2 separate regions of the Nomascus leucogenys genome follow, and region 2 is linked to region 1. Evidence: chromatin contacts called from public Hi-C data. All regions are on one chromosome and are shown on one strand. Each heading gives the region's core, a stretch centred on a gene start, on an enhancer-like site or on the middle of the called end of the contact. The rest is flanking DNA. Distances are from core to core; before and after follow the strand shown. Region 1 overlaps RGS6 (regulator of G-protein signaling 6). Region 2 overlaps DPF3 (zinc finger protein DPF3).

Evidence for each region. Hi-C and Micro-C count contacts between places; a contact is called where the count stands out from the background.
Region 2: a contact with region 1 is called in a Hi-C map of a lymphoblastoid cell line, with 2.7 times the contacts expected there. The contact joins two enhancer-like sites. A contact is called at or near these places in 2 of 4 Hi-C or Micro-C datasets (both in a lymphoblastoid cell line).

What each region holds. Positions count from the first base shown.
Region 1 is chr1a:89,567,901-89,570,600 of Asia_NLE_v1, reverse strand. The region is part of intron 14 of RGS6 (regulator of G-protein signaling 6); the gene reads right to left. Among named protein-coding and RNA genes, the nearest start is that of DPF3, 380 kb to the left of the region's middle. Within about 2 kb of position 1,315, the one cell type or tissue checked has an H3K27ac peak away from gene starts, as active enhancers do. A contact at or near this core is called in a lymphoblastoid cell line, where this site is marked.
Region 2 is chr1a:89,704,067-89,706,828 of Asia_NLE_v1, reverse strand. The region is part of intron 8 of DPF3 (zinc finger protein DPF3); the gene reads left to right. Among named protein-coding and RNA genes, the nearest start is that of DPF3, 250 kb to the left of the region's middle. Within about 2 kb of position 1,273, the one cell type or tissue checked has an H3K27ac peak away from gene starts, as active enhancers do. A contact at or near this core is called in a lymphoblastoid cell line, where this site is marked.

The DNA.
Region 1 (2,700 bases), core at 66-2,565:
GGAAATACAAATTTCATAATCAATGTTTTTTTAGAGACAGGGTCATGTTCTGTCACCCAAACTGGAGTGCAGTGGCTCCATCTTGGCTCACTGCAACCTCCGCCTCTCAGGTTCAAGCTATTCTCCTGCCTCAGCCTCCTGAGTAGCTGGAATTACAGGGGCATGTCACCATGCTCAGCTAATTTTTGCATTTTTAGCAGAGATGGGGTTTCACCATGTTGGCCAGGCTGGTCTTGAATTCCTGGCCTCAAGTGATCCGCCCGCTTTGGCCTCCCAAAGTGCCGCGATGACAGGTGTGAGCCATTGCACCAGGCCACAGAATCAAATTTAATGAACTTTGATGTAAAAATAAAAAGGTTTTCTTTGTCACATAAAACCAAGAATTTTTTTAAATACAAGTGAAAACAACAGGCATGCTGGAGGAAGAGGAAGGGAAGGGGAGGGGAAGGAAAGGGAGGGAAGGAGGGGGAAAGGGGAAGAAGGGAGAGGGGGAGGGTATGGGGTAACATTCTCTAGACAGCAGTTTTCTCTCCCTGCACACACTGGGGACTCTCCCTGGCCTTCTGTCTGCCTTGGAGTTGACCTGCCTTGTCTCTCTCAGGCAACAGCAAAACTGCTGTCACAACAGCATCCTGACATCCCATATGTGTTTACCATCACTGGTTTTGAGGAACCTTTGTGTCAATTTGAAATTCAGAACAGGCTTTGGTTAGTGTTGGCCATCTTCGAGCCCCACAGGCCTGAGCTGGGAACTCAGAGCCCAGCCTGCCCAGGCCACACTCCCCGCTGCAGAGAGCCACAGCAGCTCCTCTCTGCACATCTGCTGCCCATGGGAAGCCCACTGAAGCTTCTGCTCTTATAAAAAACCTGCAGGTACCGCTCCTCCCCGAGGGCAGCGGCAGGGAGTGAAATGCCAGCAGCTGCATCAAATCCATCCATCCTGCACTAAGCCTCCATGGCTTGCAGCAGAAGGGCCATTTTGACTGGCAGGCCACAAGGACTAATATCTGGGAGACCACCTGTCCTGCCCCGCCCCTGGTCTCTGCCAATTGTCATAGCTGCAGTGGGGAGGCAGCCCCTGTGCGGGCATTTGATCCGTGTTCATGACTTAGAAATGCTGGCGGGGAAACTAGCTTTTAGAGCAAGGCAGCCTGGGCTCAGATACCACTGGGGCGAAGCAGTGGAGAACAGGGCTGGAGGACCATCCAGGAGCTGCCCCAGCGGGAGCCTCCTTTCTCCCTAGAGGCTTTCAAGGAAGAGTATTTTCTCAAGGCTGGCTGGGTAAGACAAACTACTTGGCCCTTGATCATTCTCCATCCTACCAGGAGGTCTGGGCAGGCCCTCAGTCACCAGTTTACATATCTTTTCATAAACTAGAATTTTCATGGGTTAGAAAATACAGCTTTTGGTTCGTTTCCAGAGAAAAAGCAAACTCCAGGAGAGAAGAAAGTGTTTCTGTGCCCTCTGCTGGTCAACCGGAGATGTAGGCAGCAGGGCTTAAACTTGGTTTAGTTCCCGGTGGGGCTGAAATTCCGGGGTGCCTACGTTAGTAACCACCCCCAGCACCACTGAAGCTGAGTTCTGTTCACTGGGCAGTGACTGAAACACTGCAGATGGTTGTGGTGTCGTGGGAGTCACCTCTGTTCCTATTAATCATGGGTTTGGTAAGTGGTGGATCATGCTGGGCCCTAGTGAACCTTCGGAGGTCTTCCTAGGACTCAGGGCAACTGCCAGAGACAAGAGCTCTCGAGATGAACCTGGCACCCCACTGTGTCCTCTTTTAATTGCTTCTCCCTTCAGCCGACACTGTGTGGAACTCGGATCATCAATCTGGAGGTTAGAAGAACAACTACCTTCTCTCAGGAGATGTTACAGCTCATAAAAAATGTACAGGGGACACTCTGCTGTGGGTTTTGATATTTAACTCATTCTCTGTTGTGCAGCAGAGGGTGTCAAGCCAGGGAGGACAAAGATTTGTGTAGGGGAGATGTAGGCGAGGGAGCAAAGATGGGAAGGAGTGACTGTCTTTATTCTGGGAAAATGCACAAAGCAGGAAGAAGGATGAGGCCAAGAAACTGAGCGGAGCTCCCTGCATCAGAGCTGTGAGGCCCCTGCCTTGTGGACAGAAGCCATGTGCATTCCCGAGGCACTCAACAAACAGCTGTCTGTGGGTCCACTGAGTGCAAAGGGAGTCTGCACTCAGCTCAGGTGGGTCAGAAAAGGAGAAAAAGCAGTACACCCTGCCACAGAGAGCTCACAGCTTCAGCAAAATGCGCTGCTGGTCATACCCCACCCAGTCCACAGAGATGATGCCCCCACCCTCATCTCACAGACCCACCCAGAGGAAACTGATCAAAGGGGACGTCAACTTCTATTACGTCATCATAGAAATCATTCCTTAAAGGATCCAGGGTGACACTCTGGGGCTCCTCCATTCCGCATTCTGAAGCTCTGATACAAATTCAGCCGCTTGGCTACTTAACTGGCACCCTGTGGGTTGTGCAAGAATGTTATGATCTAAGCAGCCCTTTCACTGGAGAGATAAGAGGGAGCACAGGAGGACAGAGGAAGTGGAGAAGCACTTTGTAATTTACCCAGGTGAGTTCTGGTCAGGCTTTTTCCTGCCACGCTCTAATGCCAGTGGCCTGGGGCCCTCACCAATCCTGCGGAGAAGGGACGACTCCAGCACGGCCAACATGA
Region 2 (2,762 bases), core at 24-2,523, 140 kb before region 1:
TGCTCAGTGACATGGAGTTATGCCAGTGTGCAAATGAGCCTGAGCTTCCCAGCAAAGGCAAGCTGGGTGGTTGCAAAGAGCCAGCTGCTCTGGCCAGCCTGCCCCATGCTGGGTAGCTCTGTGGGACCCTACCACGTGGCTGGCTGTGAGAATGTCAGGAGGGGAGCAAAAAAACCCTCAGCCCCTGGCAGGACACTTTTCCTCTCCCCAGATTTCTTTGCCTCTTGTTACCCCATTTTAAGGACACAGACATCATTTGGTTGTACTACTTCAAAGGAGATTCCGTCTCCATCTTTGTAAATAACGAATACAACCTGGTATTAGTCAGATGATCTTGAAAGTTCCCAGATGCCATTTTGGTGAGAATGTGACATGTAAAAAATTACTTTCTTCTTCCATCCCCCTGTCATTCTGCCTTAACTCCATTGCCCAAACGCAGGAGCGCTTCCTAGAGAGGCTCCCTTTCTGTGAAAGCCTTTGGAGCTGTCCGTTTTGGAAACTTCTCCCTCCTAAGAGGCTGGGAAAAAGAGAGCTGGGTGCAGAGCAGACAGTGCCCAGGAATATTTTGGCCCTGGCTTCTGATGTGCATTCATCCTTCCGGAAGGCAGGGTCAGGGAGGGGTCAGTCGCTGGCTGAGGCCCCAGGGGCTCTTATTTGCTGTGGTGGCTGAACAGGAAGAAGGAGCAGCCCCGGAGCATGATGCCAAGATTCCAGACCCCCTGCCCGCCCCCATCGTGGGCCACCTCCCTCAGGGGCCAGGGCCATGCTGCAGAAAGACTTAGGAGACCTGGTTACAGTTCCAGCTCTGCACCACCTCTTCCTGTACCCTGAGCAAGTCACTTGACTCTTAGAGGCTTGGTTTCCTTCTGAGTCTAAAGAAGGGGTTGGACTTGGTGGTCTCCAAGATTCACTCTGGTTCTGACAGTGTCTGAGTTGATCAAGTGAGGAACCCATGATAGTGCTATCCTCTTTAAGAAAGTTGTTTGCATTTTAACTGGGGATTTTTGGAAGGGTGGTTTTTAAGCCACTGGAGCATCATCAGTGGTGGAAGTTTCAGGCACTGTTCTCGGGTGTCTGTGGAGGAGAGATGGCATTTTGTATACCTCCCACCCACACATGCTGATCCTGTCTTGGAGGGAGACGCCTCCTTTGTCCTCTTAGCTCACCCATACCTGTGACTCCTTCTGACCCCCTAGCTCCATCCACCTTTTACCTTGAAGAGGCAGATGGAGAGGCAGCATGGTTAGAATTAGAGGGGGTATCTGTGTGGATCCAGGGTACCTATGGGGTGTGCACCTACAGAGAGCCACTGGTCATAGCATTGGCTGGACCCACTCCAGATGAGGCTGTGTTGGCCACAGGTGCTGCCCCATCCTCAGCTGTCAGGTGCAAAAACCCTAGAGCCTGTCTGACAGAGAAGGAAACAGACAGCAGAGAGCCATCGCCAAGATCTCCTGGCCCCCGGGGCAGTGCTGGCCTGAGTCTCTGGACTCCTGGCTGAGTAGAGTGCTCTCTACCAAGCCAGGCTGCTTCCTTCAGCTGATCCCTTTATCCAGTCTCTTTTCTCCCCTTTTATTTCAGGGAGCTGATTAACTTCTTTGTGTTTTCAGCCTTTCTAGATCCTTTAACTCTGTCGGGGCGGGGTTTGGAAGTGGCCTTGACCTGGTTTTGCCCTGGGGTCATTCAGGGAGTGCCTTTAATCCTGGATCTTAGATTAGCTACCACGGCTGGGATGAGCCGTCCCCCCTCATCCCCAGGCCACCCTCTGGGTCCTCATGTTTCCCTCCAGGGCAGCGTGGGGTGTGGATGGGGCGGGAGGGTTGTGGAGAGGAAAGCAGGACTTTAGCACAGGTGGGCATGTGTCTACTGCCCCAGCCCTCTGGCAGGGGAGGCCACCGGATGGTCAGAGCCCAGTGCTCTCTGGAGTCTGCTCATCAGCCCCTCAGCCTCCTGTGTCAGGGGAAGGGTTTCTCCCAGTGCTGGCTTCCTGTGGCCGAGCGGTGTAGTGGTTACTTACATGGATGTTGGTTGGAATAAGATAACGGGTTTTCATCCTGTCTCTGCCAGCAGTTGGCTGGGTTGTCTTGAGTAAATTACTTAGCTGTTCTGAGCTTCAGCTTCTTTGTCTATAAAATGGAGACAATAATACCTGAGTCACAGATTGTTTTAAGAGGTAAACAAGGAAGTGTGTTCAAAGTGCCTAGCACATAGGAAGCGCCTCATAAACTTGTAGCAATAGTACTAATAAATTAATACCCCCCCCACCCCCAGGGATAAGTCAGACAATTGAGTTTCTGCATCTTTTAAAGAATTTGGCCAGAATTCTGGTCAAGCTCCTGGATAAGCAAGAACCAAAATCTCTTTTCTGAGTTCTTATTCTTTCACCCATTCCTTCCAGCTCCCTTTTTCTTTGTCTTCTGTCTTCTTTGTCTCCTTCCTCCCTCTTCTCACTTTGTTGCTTGTCTCTGTCTTCACTCTTCTGGAACCTGTGATGACCTCTTTTCTTTACTTATTCATGATCCAAAGTGCATCCTGGCAGTTCCTAAAGCTGGTGCCATTCAACTAATTTTCTGCTTGCTGTGAGTTCTACCTCCTGCCTCCATAAAGACTCCACAGCCCCCCAGCTGAAGGCTCCCCTCCTGGCTGGCAGGGTACTCATCATCCCTTGGGATGAGGATTTTCCCACAAAATCCTTTCCCAACTTAGGTCATTTTAACTTTCTATTCTTTGGGTTCCCAAGTCTGGAATTCAGAAAGAGGTTC